Linked DNA regions of Capsicum annuum: region 1 is linked to region 2. Evidence: chromatin contacts called from public Hi-C data. All regions are on one chromosome and are shown on one strand. Each heading gives the region's core, a stretch centred on a gene start, on an enhancer-like site or on the middle of the called end of the contact. The rest is flanking DNA. Distances are from core to core; before and after follow the strand shown. Region 1 holds the start of LOC107878060. Region 2 holds the start of LOC107878064 (ATP-dependent 6-phosphofructokinase 6).

Evidence for each region. Hi-C and Micro-C count contacts between places; a contact is called where the count stands out from the background.
Region 1: a Hi-C map of leaf shows a contact between it and region 2, with 2.7 times the contacts expected there. The contact joins the promoter of LOC107878060 here to the promoter of LOC107878064 in region 2. A contact is called at or near these places in 2 of 5 Hi-C or Micro-C datasets (leaf and placenta).

What each region holds. Positions count from the first base shown.
Region 1 is chr7:175,706,107-175,712,271 of UCD10Xv1.1, reverse strand. LOC107878060 reads left to right here and starts at 1,796. Exons shown (of 11, transcript XM_016724930.2): 1 at 1,796-2,268; 2 at 2,872-2,980; 3 at 3,101-3,293; 4 at 3,998-4,134; 5 at 4,226-4,514; 6 at 4,649-4,755; 7 at 4,898-5,060; 8 at 5,375-5,570; 9 at 5,664-5,904. The coding sequence starts at 2,175.
Region 2 is chr7:175,442,248-175,449,441 of UCD10Xv1.1, reverse strand. LOC107878064 (ATP-dependent 6-phosphofructokinase 6) reads left to right here and starts at 4,102. Exons shown (of 13, transcript XM_016724932.2): 1 at 4,102-4,622; 2 at 5,465-5,511; 3 at 5,596-5,635; 4 at 6,003-6,065; 5 at 6,158-6,295; 6 at 6,744-6,902; 7 at 7,013-7,066. The coding sequence starts at 4,431.

The DNA.
Region 1 (6,165 bases), core at 547-3,046, 270 kb before region 2:
TCAGGTTTTATAGTTTCAAAAATCAACTGATAAAAATTCTTGACATAGAGAAGATCTTCCATTTTTCCTTTCCAAAGCCATTTAAAGTAACCATTCTACTTGTGTTGGCTTTCATTGTTTATCAAAAAATATAAATATAGCAAACTATGAGCTCTGATACCAGCTTGTTGGGTAAACACAAAATAACAACAAAAATATTTGTGGCAAAATAATTAAAAAAATAAAAATAATGAAATCAAGAATTTTACGTGAAAACTCTTTTAAATAAAGAAAAAATCACGAAATAAGAGAAGCATCTAATAGTACTACAGTAATAAATTTTACACTGTAGTCACAGGTACAATACTCAAATAGACTACTACACACTCACAAGAAATAACCCTCTTTTGACTCCCATCATACTAAAATATCGCTCACTCTAATTTTTTTTTCAAGACTATTTTTTATCACAATCTATGGAATACCTTACTGCTTTCTATATATTATTTTCTCTCTGTTTGGTGTGAATTTTAAATTAGCCGAAGCTCTCAATTTATAGCAGAGAAATGTTATTTCTAATGTCATTGGTGACATAAATAAACGTTGCAATGTCAACAATTGCAACTAAGGAGATATTGATTGATTTCTCCCTGCCAAATATTTGAAAAAAACAAGCCAAAGGGAAGAAAATATTTTCCCTATATCATGGAATGCCATGAATAAATTTTTCAATAGCATTAATGAGGCTAAACCCCACAATATTTGACGGAGGTATTGTCGAACCATACACTTTGAAAAGTTAAATTAGAATGTATCATTTACAAGATTAAATGATGTCTTTATTAGAGAGAGAAAATACACGTTATATTCTTTTTTCTTAGCCAAATTTTGCCTCACTGAATTTTCTTGATAAAATTTTTAATGAGATAGTAAGCAATGTGTACTAAAATATATGTGTACTCTTTTTTTTTTACTAAGATTTTTTTTCACAAAATTTTTTCTTAATAAGATTTTAATAAGACACATTATTTATGGACATTTAAGAAAAAATGTTATGAAGTAATATTTATGTGGATGTTCATAACTCCCAAGAAGTTACTACAACTAATTCTTCTTCAAGCTGAATAGTTACTTATCCATTACTTTACGTACCATTATGAATATAACTCTCACATTCCTTAACCCACCCATGATCTTCCTTTTTAATGTTATGGTTAACCTTTCATATACCTTTATATGAGGATTATAAATAGAAGTATAATGGTTCATATTGTATACACTTAAAGCACTTGTAAATTTGATATTTAAAAAAATGACTCATCTCTTGTTTTCTCTCAATATTTTTTTGTCTATTGTTCATAGTATATATCTTTTTGCATAGTTTTAAAATAATATGAACTTGTTTTTCCTACTATTATTTTAAAAAAATCTTTTTTTCTCCTTATTAGAAAACTTATTTTTCTACTAAACATACTTCTCCGTTTCAAAATAATTGAATTGTTGAAATATGACACATATGTTACGAGAAAAAGAAAAAGGCATAAATTAGACATATTTTTTTATTTTTATCCTTTTCAAATTTCAAAACATTAATAATAATTATTGAAACACAACCTTGAAAATTTAATTAATAAATGGTAAAATTAGAAAAAATTTCAATATCTGTCTTGAATAACGAATAACTCAATTATTTTAAATATTAAAAAAAACTTTAATAATTTAATTATTTTGAAAGGGAGCGACAATTTTTCAAAAATTTTATGAATTATTTTGGAAGGGAGCGAGAATTTTTCAAAATTTTTATAGAATGATTTATCTTCTACTCCAAATACCCTAAGACAAAAAAACACAACACAGGGGAGCTTGATGATGTGCGTGAGTTCGTGATTCTTTGTGAAGTATCACGGCTTATGTATAGTCCCAGTATTCAACCTCCTTCAGACGGGAATCGAAGTGCCTAAAGTTCCGCCACGTGGCATCACTGCCACATTTTTCTGCCACGTTATGGCTCATAACGGCTCTGTTCTCTCATTTTCTGTGTTTCCAATTTCATTCTTTTATTCCTTTCCCCATATTCATCTTGATATTCTTTTTATTAATTTTGACATTGGTTCTTGATTTTGATCGTCCTGTCAACTTCATTGAAGCAGTAAACTGAAGCTTTTTAAAGTAGACGGCACTCAATTTATAACTTGATGGAAGTGCCAGTAGGGTTCTTAGCCAAGCTTTGGAGCTTTATTTCATTTCTTCCTTTCTTCTTCTTGCTCTTCCTCCTTGGCCTTCTCAAAGGTGCACTATACTATACTATTACTGTTTCTCTATCAATCGTTTTCTTTGCAGTGTCTTATTTTGATTGGTAAAAGCAAACACCCTTTTGGAAATTGTACCAAGAACCTTGGTTTGAGCAATTTTAAGACATTTGCACTATATTTGTACATATAACAAGGTACAAGTAAGTGCAGCATACTAAACTACTACTATTACTACTAGTATTACTAGCAGTATGTGCAGTGTATTTGTTCAGAGGCTAATCAAGGGTTTTTAACTTTTAAAGATTCAATCTTTAAGGTTCTAGCACTAAATTACCTTGTGAAATTTTGCAGAATTTAATATTTGTTGAAGTTTAATTGACTTTCCATACACAATATATCTTTTGCGTTGTCTGAAGATATTGGGCTCAATTGTAAGACTTACATGCATCTTTGCAGTATTAACTGAAATTATTTTTGACCATTACCACTTTACTCATTTTAAGCCTCTGGCTTTCTTTGTTTTCTTCATCTGGGCACGCTTTTGAAGTTTGACTAGCGACATTGACAAGATGGATGGGGATATATGTAAGAGCATATTAAATGTTGTGGATATTGACAAGTGTGATATTTGTCTGGACAGGGTTAGTAATTGGCCCCATTGTGACAGTCATCATAGCTGTTGGGAATTCAGCAGTTGTAATTGGACTATGGCCTGCACATTTTATCTGGACCTACTTCTGTGTAGCAAAGTATGTTGTTTTCCTGCCAATGCTCTTGTTATATGGGTTATAAAGTAGTACAGAATGTTGCCCAGTGTGTATCTGATACAGTACTCTGTTGGCTTTTGTGCTATTTGTTTCACATTTCAGAAGCAAAAAGCTTGGATGGGTTTTGAAGATATCGCTACTGGTTTCATTGCCAGTTCCTCTGATTCTTTGGCCCATATTAGCCATTATTGGGAGCGTCCTTGGTGGGATTGGGTATGGTTTTTTCGCTCCTTTGATTGCAACTTTTGAGGCTATTGGAGAGAATATCACTTGCAAGATCTACCACTGCTTTGCGGTGAGTCTCAGCGTCCATATGAACTGTGTTATCTGTTTATCAATGATAATTAGATGAATTGCTCTAAGCTCCCATACGAGACATCAGTATTGTAGTAAAAAAGTGGACATTTTATTTTCTTGATATGCTGAACATTTGTGGGCTTTTGTTTGCCAGATTAGTCATGATTCCTGCTTTATGTGGGCAGTTGATTGGCAAATATAAACTTCCAGGTCATATGATGGCGTAATTCATCTGTTTATTTAGTTTCTTCTGGATAAGCCCTTGCTCAAATAGTCTGCATTCATTAACTATGCCTCCAGAACATCCAAATGTTTTGAATTCATAGCACTGTCACTAGATGGCTGTGATGTTCAAGTTGGTCAAGTAGTTCTCTGCTTTTCTTCCTCAAATTGGAAGGGAGAAAAGATTCCTGCTTATAACCTTCATTCGTCTTACTTTTGTAGTCTTTTGCTTTTCCTTTGTGAATTTCTGTCAAGTTTTTTTATGCTTTTTATTGGCCAATTTTTGTAATTGATTACTTATTTATTGTTTTATAGTTAATTGTTTATTAAAAGATATAAAGATCTAGCTCTGCAATAGAATAATATGTGCATGAAATCTACTGATGGCTTAACTATGAACATCCCTGCAAGTTCTTTCTGTTTGTTCAAATGTAATCGTGTCTCTTACATGCCAAAGATCATAGTTGATAAAATTATCAGGATGGCTGTATTTCTACTATTAAAGGGAGCTGCACAGTAGTATGGGACTTTACAGACTTTTGCTTTCACTCTTACTTTTCTTATATGGACGAGCTTTCTGAGGAAATGGATCCAGATGAGAAACGAATAGAAGTGAAGTGAGTGATATCTGAACCTTCTTCTTAAAAGCATTGGACAAAGATGGTAGATTACAGTGTACTATATTTTCATTATCATGATCTGTCCTAGGCTGTCAAAGCTGCCAAGTTGCATTTTGGTTTCTCTGCTTGCAATTCCAGTGGATGTGCCCTTTATTACAGCTCTCGCTCTTTGGAAGAGTCCATTCATGCTCCTCAGGGGATGGAAGAGGCTACTAGAAGACTTAATTGGAAGGGAAGGCCCATTTCTGGAGACGGTTTGTGTTCCTTTTGCTGGCCTTGCAATCTTTTTGTGGCCTTTAGCTGTAGCTGGATTTGTGGTAGCATCCTTCTTTTCAAGTTTTGCTCTCGCACTTTACAGCGGGGTTGTGGTGCATCAGGTCTATTTTCTCTCCTCCCTCTACTTTCTCCGTTTTACTATGTAATCATATGAACCAGCTTTGAAGTTTGAGAGGCACTATGTCTCATTTAGCACGTTGTCTTATTCTAACTGAAGCGACAAGATTTTTGCTAGGAAGAGTCGTTTCAGCTGGGACTTGCGTACATCCTAGCTGCAGTTTCCATATATGACGAATACACAAATGACCTACTTGACATGAGAGAAGGGTCATGCTACACGAGGTATTGCCTGTATAGTATAGCTCGCCAACTTTCGTTCATTACATTATGATCTGAAAGAAACTGAGTCATTTATCAATGTTGTGTAACAACTTGATGATGCCATCAACGATGATGTTGATTCTCTGATTCTTCCGGCAGCCAGGCCTAAATATAGAAGAAATATGAGCTCCTCTGGAGGCCTTGACAGTAAGAGCTCAATTGAGCTGAGAAATGAAAAAGAAAAAGAAGGATCACACAGCTTGAAGCTTGTTTCGCATGGATCAAGAACCCTGAAGCAGGCAATCCAACAATATACGCCCATGCAGGTATAAAAATCTTCCTTTTCTCTGTAGGCTATGTAATGTTTTCCTTATGATTTACTATGTCCTCTTTGATTCTATATTTTTCTTTTGTACTGGCTTTGATATGTGTTACTTGAGCCCTGAGGGTCTTTCAGAACAACCTTCCTACCTCCACGAGGTAAGGGTAAGGTCTGCCTACACTCTCCAACTCTCCCCAGACCCCAACCGTGTTGGGACTACACTGGTTATGTTGTTGTTGCAGATGTAAAAGTCCATGTGTAATTACTTCAGCAACTTAAGTTCTTTGATGTTATGAACCTAATGTAACTCTGTGGTAGGTATGGGGTTGGCTCTTCAAGTCCTGCGAGGTCAATGGCAGAATACTCCTACGTGAAGACTTGATAGATGTCAAAGATATTGAGGAATGTATTGTCAAGGGGGACTGTAAGAAGCTAGGGATCAAATTGCCTGCTTGGACCATTTTACAGTGTCTGCTTGCATCTGCAAAATCTAATTCTTCGGGCCTGCTAATTTGTATGTCTTCCCTCAGGTTGCCTTTTTCTCTTCATCGTCTTCCGCCTATTTATTACCTTTAGGAAGAACTGATGTCTTTTGTGCTCTATACAGCTGACGAAGTGGAACTGACAAAGTCCAACTGGCCAAAGGATAAAGTATTTGAGTGGTTCCTTGCGCCGCTCTTAGTCATGAAGGAGCAAATAAAAAAACTACAATTGGAAGAAGATGAAGAAATTATCCTGAGGAAGTTGGTAATGTGTTACAAAAATGAAAGACCAGAGGAATGGGATAACACGGGATTTCCATCCACTGATACTGTGAGGAGAGCACAATTGCAAGCTGTAATTAGGAGGTAAGCTTATATTTATGAAATGCTTTACGAACATGTAATATTTTGCAATCACAATATAGTAGCTTCTTCAGCTCTTCCATGGTGCATTCCAGCCAGAGTCCGTAATGTCTTTTTGCATATGTAGGTGAAGATGTATCCACTTCTTATAATACTATTATGCAAGTTCATGCGTACCTGTTTGACCATAAATACTATAGTATTTCAGTATTTGCAGTATTTTTAGAATCTGGTTTGACCATCAGTAGACACAGAACTCTAGTA
Region 2 (7,194 bases), core at 2,853-5,352:
TTCCTTGAGTGAACTGGATTTAGGTGTTGATTGTTGTATTGGTTCCTTGAGTGAATCAGGTTTATATTTTTGCTTGTTGTATTTGGTTTTCTGGTGTAATCTGAGGTTCATGAAGTTGCCATAGTTATTGTAGAATGGATCCTTGAGTGGTTTGGGTCTAACTGTAAGGATGACATACTTGTATATTGTCTATTTACTTGTTAATTGAGACATAGTTGACAAATTATTTTAAGTCATAGTTTGTTGATTTGGAGTCTTGTTGGTAGCTTTGGTCTTAACTTGACTTATTGTCGAAGTTGATTTATATTGATTGAACTTTTTGGTATTGTTGGATAGAGTTAAGCATTATAAATTTGAATCAAAGCAACTTAGTAGGTTCACGGTTGTGCTTGTAGCATGTGTATGATCAGTGGTCTATTGATTATTGTAGTTGGGACCAATAAAGTGGGGTATTACTGTCTTGTTATTCAAATTGCTTAGCCGTAAAAAGAATCTAATGATAATAGGGTGTTAATGTATAACCGGATTGCTGGAATAGGGTAAGTGTTACGTGAGAGTCTTAAATGACGAATAGCTAAGGGTAAGAAACCCTGGGGGTTGAGTATTTTGAAACTCACAGGCAATTATGGATTAAGGTCTAACTTGGCTAGATAGTGATTAGGATTCACTAGGATAATGGAAAGTTGTTCTCAATGATAAGGCTATTAAAAGCCAAAGGTGTTATCGAATTATTATAATAAAAGATTTTATCTAAATAACTTTTAGGTTGTATTTTTATTTTTTTTTAGATATATATGTGGTGCTCATGTAATTTAATTCGGGTCGTCCGATGATGCTTAGCATATCTCCTCTTAGTAACTCTTGTACCTGTTCAGACTAGCTCCTCGGGAAAAGTTTTTAGTTATATCTAAAGTTTATTAAACTGATTGTACCGAATGAGGTATTTAATTATTTGTTAATTGACTTCCACATGTATTTTCAAAATGAATGGTAAGGGTTCTCCTATCTAAGTGGATTAGAGTAGATGCCGCATAATCCATTAGGTCATGACAAGGTTCCTCCACTTCACACGTCTAACATCAAACAATATACATATTCAAATAGAATGGTCGATAGTTTAAAAAATCAAACATGCAAACCATTGAAGAGTAGATGGATGTCATATCAAAGAAAATTAAAAACTAGCAATGCACCACATCACATATATACAATTGGATAATTATATTTAGAGTGTTGGGTTTGTACAGATTCTTCAAGAAATAAGATTTAAGTGTTGTAGTGAATGTGAAATAAAATCAAATTAAAGATTAGAAGGTATAAAATATTCATAATTATTTATGAAAAATTATTATTATATATTTAAATAATTATAAAATTTATGTATATAATTTTTTGGTTTGATTTGGTTAATTTCTTTCAGTTTTTTTTCACTAGAACCAAAATCAAAGAAAATATTATCGGTTGTTAAAATTTAAAATCAAACCAAATCAAACCAAATAAAATGTTGATTTTTTTAGTTGGTTTAGTTTGATTTACGGTTCGGTTTGGTTGGTTGAAAATCAAACCATGAACACCCCTACTTGGGTGTTTAATAGATACTTTTTGCGTCTCAAATTATCTATCGTTTTTCTTTAAGAATAATTAACTATGAAGGATTTTTAATTATTTTACTTGTTTTATATATATAAGCCATAATTTCTCTCCATTAAATGTTTTTTCATTTTATGCATCATCTCTATTAATGAGTAGACAATTGTAAAAATCAATTTATCCGCTTTCAACAAAAATGAGTAGAAAATCTAAATAGGCATCTTCAGAAGTAATAACACCACATAATTATGAATTTTGTGATCTTCAAGAAAACCTATACTTAAGATAAAATTAAAAAAAAAAAAGTTTAATCTTAAACTTTTAAAATGATATATAATTTGAGACAATCATTTAAAAATAAAAGTAAAACAAATAATATTAGACGGAGGGAGTAATAGCCTCGATAAAGGATTAAAAATGAAAATTTGTGGCGTGTGTTTGGCCAAGGGCAAATAACAAGTGGCAGTTAATTGCTCAATATTTTATATTATATTATAGGAGAGGGACCTTCAAATCAATTTTGAAAGCATTTTAGTCTTTTCACAAGAAAAAACTTCTTAAAGAATTTGTCCTTTATGTTATGTTAGTTGTACTTTACTAATAACTTTAAAAAAACTCACAATTTTTTATTTAATTACTGATCATGCCCTTAAAAAAATCCACCTTGTTCTCTTTATTTATAAGATTGCCCTCAACTTTTCATAGATTTAATTTAAATTTAAGTAATTTAATAATATAATAATTTTATCTTAATTAATTACAACTAAATATTTAAAGTAAATCAATTTAATTATTTTAATTGACTTTTATATTCAAAATTAATTTTTTTTACTTATTTATTTTTGTAAATTTAAATTTTAAAATTATTTTTTTCTTATATGGAAATACTAATATTTAAAATTAATTTTAAATTTTTAAAGTACAAATTAATAAATTTAATTTAATAAAATAAATTCTTAATGAATATTTTCTTAAGATTTGTGTTGGGTCAATATGTATCAAGTAAAAAAGAAATAAAGAAAAATATATAATAAAATTTTATTATTGTGAGAGATAAACATAATGCACTATCCAATAATGTTTAATAATATCATATTTTGTATATACAAAATATAGCATTTTAAATTTAAGTAATTTAAAAATATAATAATTTTATCTTAATTAATTGCAACTAAATATTTAAAGTAAATCAATTTTATTATTTTAATTGACTTTTATATTCAAACCTAATTTATTTTACTTATTTATTTTAGTAAATTTAAATTTTAAAATTATTTTTTTCTTATATAGAAATACTTATATTAAAATTTAACTTTAAATTTTTAAAGTACAAAATAAATAAATTTAATTTAATAAAATAAATTCCTAATGAATATTTTCTTAAGATTTGTGTTGGGTCAATATGTATCAAGTAAAAATAAATAAATACAAAAATATATAATAAAATTCTATTATTGTGAGAGATAAACATAATGCACTATCCAATAATGTTTAATAATATCATATTTTGTATATGTAAAATATAGCATCTCGTATTTAATTAATATACTAGTCCAGTGAGTTATCAATGATTACTATTGGATATGATAAAATTATGTTAATTTTTATAGGAGTAACATAATCAATCGCTCTTAATTAATTATTATGATTCATCTAGTTATTAAGAAAATAAATAATATTTAATAAAAAAATAACATAAACATAAAATGTGAAATTGACTTTTGATGTTTTAAATTAAATTGTCCTCCTTCAAACGATAATTTTACCATACCACCCCTTATTTTAAGTTATTTATGTATTAGAAAATTAAGAATAACAAAATGATATGTCAAACATAAAAAATTTGATTGGCTATCAAAATTATATTAGTGTCATATAAATTGGGATGGGACAGAGGAAGATATAAAGCAACATATATTATTTGAAAGTGAAATAAAAAGTACTGTAAATAAAAATAATTAAGAAAAATATTTAAAAAATTGATTGATTGCCAAAATTTTATTTGTGTCGCATAAATTGGGATAGAGAGGATATTCATATCTTATTGAAAAATTATGTAAGAAATATTATAAATCAAATAATTAATAATTTTAAAATTTTAAAAATATAAATATTTGGCTGGCTCTCGAAATTATATTATTATCACTTAAATTAAAATAGAAGAAAGGGTATAATAAATCATAATAATTAAAAATTTAAATTATTTTAATAGTTAGTTATCTAAATTTTATTTACATCACACTTAAAAAAAAAAAAAAAAATCTAGCGAGGGTCGTGCAAATCTAGTGGATCGAAATTAGAAAGACAAAAGAAGGCGTGCGGCTTGAAGATGCTAGTACAATTAATTCAATCAAACTAGTAATTTATTCGAAGTATGAGGTCATTATTGCAAATCTAGTGGATCGAAATTAGAAAGACAAAAGAAGGCGTGCGGCTTGACGATGCTAGTACAATTAATTCAATCAAACTAGTAATTTATTCGAAGTATGAGGTCATTATTAACCTCACGCAGTCCAAATTTGACAAGAATCAAGAATACGAGTATAGAATCTTCTATTTTCCAGAAGAATCAAAAAAGTAATTTCAGTCCTCTCATTTATTTTCCCTCTTTAATTTACCAACTTTTCGTGAACTCCTATCCAAAATACCCACGAGAAAATTCAATAAACGGTTGCCACATACCTATATCTTTTTAGAAAAGGCCACATGTATATGTATCTATAATATAATATATGTTGTTGACCATTTTTAGTTTAAAGAGCACAAAGGCTGCTCACTTTGATTAATTCAATTTTCAAGTTAGTTCATCTGAGATAAACGGTTTAACTAGATTTGCTTGAATGGGATCAGTTGATCATTGTTTAGCAGGAGTAACTGTGGGGTCTGGGCATAATATCAATAAGACAGCTGGTTTGAATATAATAAGTTCAATGCCTAATTTGCAGCACACGCAGAACAAGATCGTGATCGGTGATGATGGTTATGTTCTGGAGGATGTTCCTCATTTGTCTGATTACATTCCTAATCTTCCTGTATATTCTCTTTTCCTCTATTTATCTCGAATTTGTTTGAATGAGCTTATATTTTGTGACTTATTGCAAGTACATGTAGTAAGTTACTAACTATCACTTCAAATTTTTTTACTTATTTTGTTATTTGACTTGAGAAAAGTGTTTTAAAATATTTCTTTTATATTACTCAAATAGTACAGCTTAAAAAGTACCTAAAATAAGTCTATCCTTTCTGGTTCTTGATTATGTTTTGATGATTTTGACACAATAAAGCTGCTCTATTTCTTCTCGACTTGTTTCTTCTATTTTCCCATAATGAATGGATTAGAGTATTTATTTGTGAATCCTTATGTAGATTCAATTAACTAATTGTTATATAAGTTAGGTCTATGATGATTTGTTGCTTCATCACAATCCTCCATTTGATTTGCCCATGTGACAAAACTGGTAGGTTTGCGATATGATTGAATTATATTTGTGTACGATCAAGTTGATATTTCCCTTATATTTATTTATAAAAAAGCAATTGGTGGAAAGGAGGTAAAGATTTGTTCTTACCACTACATCTTTCTTCAATTAATTTAACGAAGCAAATCATTTTACTTCTCGATTACTTTAAGTGAGAAAGTTCAACTACACTTTCCTTTGTTGTTGATTTTTGTCTTTCTATACAAAAATACAACTTTTTTTGTATGTCTAGTCTAGTGGATCATAAGAGGAAAAAAATTGCCATATATACTTCCTTTGAACATGATTTTTGCTATAAGAGGCGTTTGTGTTTCCAATGCTTTCCATCCATGCTCTAAAAGGGATAAAGAGTCTCTATTTTGATCAAGTACTAAATACTTATCTCGTCATTGCAGACATATCCTAATCCATTGCAGGACAATCCTTCATATTCAGTTGTTAAGTAAGTCGCCTGATATTCTCCTTCACTTCTGGTTGCTTATTTAGAGGATCGCGCTTTATCAAACAAATTTTAACATTTTTCCAGGCAGTATTTTGTCAATGTGGATGATGCAGTTGCCCAAAAGGTCAGCTCTGTTTGAAATGAAAAATATTTGGGGATTACCTTCTAATCATTCGGAGAAGCACTTGATAGTGCTCGTGCTAATATGTTGTCCGGGTCACGGGGTAATATGCCTTGTAAGCAATATGCCTAGACTTTCGTAGTTTCGTCCAATAGACATGTTTATTTGTCTTAATAACAATGCCTATATCATTGGCGGGATTTGCTGCCTACTCCATATTCCTGTAAGAACATAGACAAAGATCATCTAAGATGTGCTGAAACATACTTAAATATTTTGAAGGAATAGTATGTATATGATATATCCTTTTAACAGAATCCTGGTTGGCCAAGGTTTTCTCCTGCTTACATGTTTGCCTACAAATTAACAGATTGTTGTCCACAAGAACAGTCCAAGGGGGAAACATTTTCGTCGAGCTGGTCCTCGCCAAAAAGTACGTAATTATCTAATGTAACTACAGCTTATTCAGCATCCAGATTCTATGGTTTGGTCAAATAAATACAAACCTTCGTGATTATTTTTCAGGTTTACTTTGAGCCGGACGATGTTTATGCATGTATTGTAACATGTGGAGGCTTATGTCCAGGTCTCAACACAGTTACCAGGGAAATAGTATGTGGCCTATACCATATGTATGGTGTAAGCAGAGTCGTGGGGATAGATGTGAGTATACATTTCTTTCCATGACACAGCAATACATTTAAGCAATTTTACCATGTACCCTTTTGAAAAATAAAGCAGCTTTACTTATGACAATGGTTACATACTTGGTTTCCCGCTTCTTTAACTCTATTCATCAAAACGCTTGATAGATAGTTGTAGAACCAGTAGCATCAAGACTCATCTTGAAGAGGATTTCAGCAACTAGATTAACAGTTCTCTCGATCCTAAGTATAATGCAAACTTTGGGAATTTTAGGAACACAAAGGAGTAAGGTTGAATATCAAACTTAACAATCAAAAAAGGTTGAAATGAAACTTCGTTATGCATTCCAAGTTTATAATATCTCTCTCTATGTTTTAAGAGAGTACGTTCTATCTTTGATTCATAATTCCAAAAGTTTGCTTTATGCATATCTGCATTAGAACTGATGAAATTTGTGGGTGTGTAGGGAGGATATAGAGGTTTCTATTCCAAAAACACGATTCCCTTGACACCCAAGGTTGTGAATGATATCCATAAACGTGGTGGAACCATTCTTGGGACATCTCGAGGAGGTCATGTTACCAAGAAAATAGTAGATAGCATTCAGGACCGGGGTATGAATCAGGTAAAACTAAAAAATAGAGAATAATTATTTGAGAACTAATTCAGTGTATTTTCTTTCCATCTTAATCTGTGGATCATATAGAGATATTCATGTTGCCTTTTGTTTTCAAGGTTTATATAATTGGAGGAGATGGAACCCAGAGAGGGGCAGCGGTGATATTTGAGGTAGACCTTCTTAGTCTTTGATTCGTAACCATTCCAGAATAACTTTGATGTGACGTAACATTTAGTGTGATGATGGAGAAAATAATGGAACTGTGTCACTCAAGTTTATTCTGCCTCATCTCCTACAG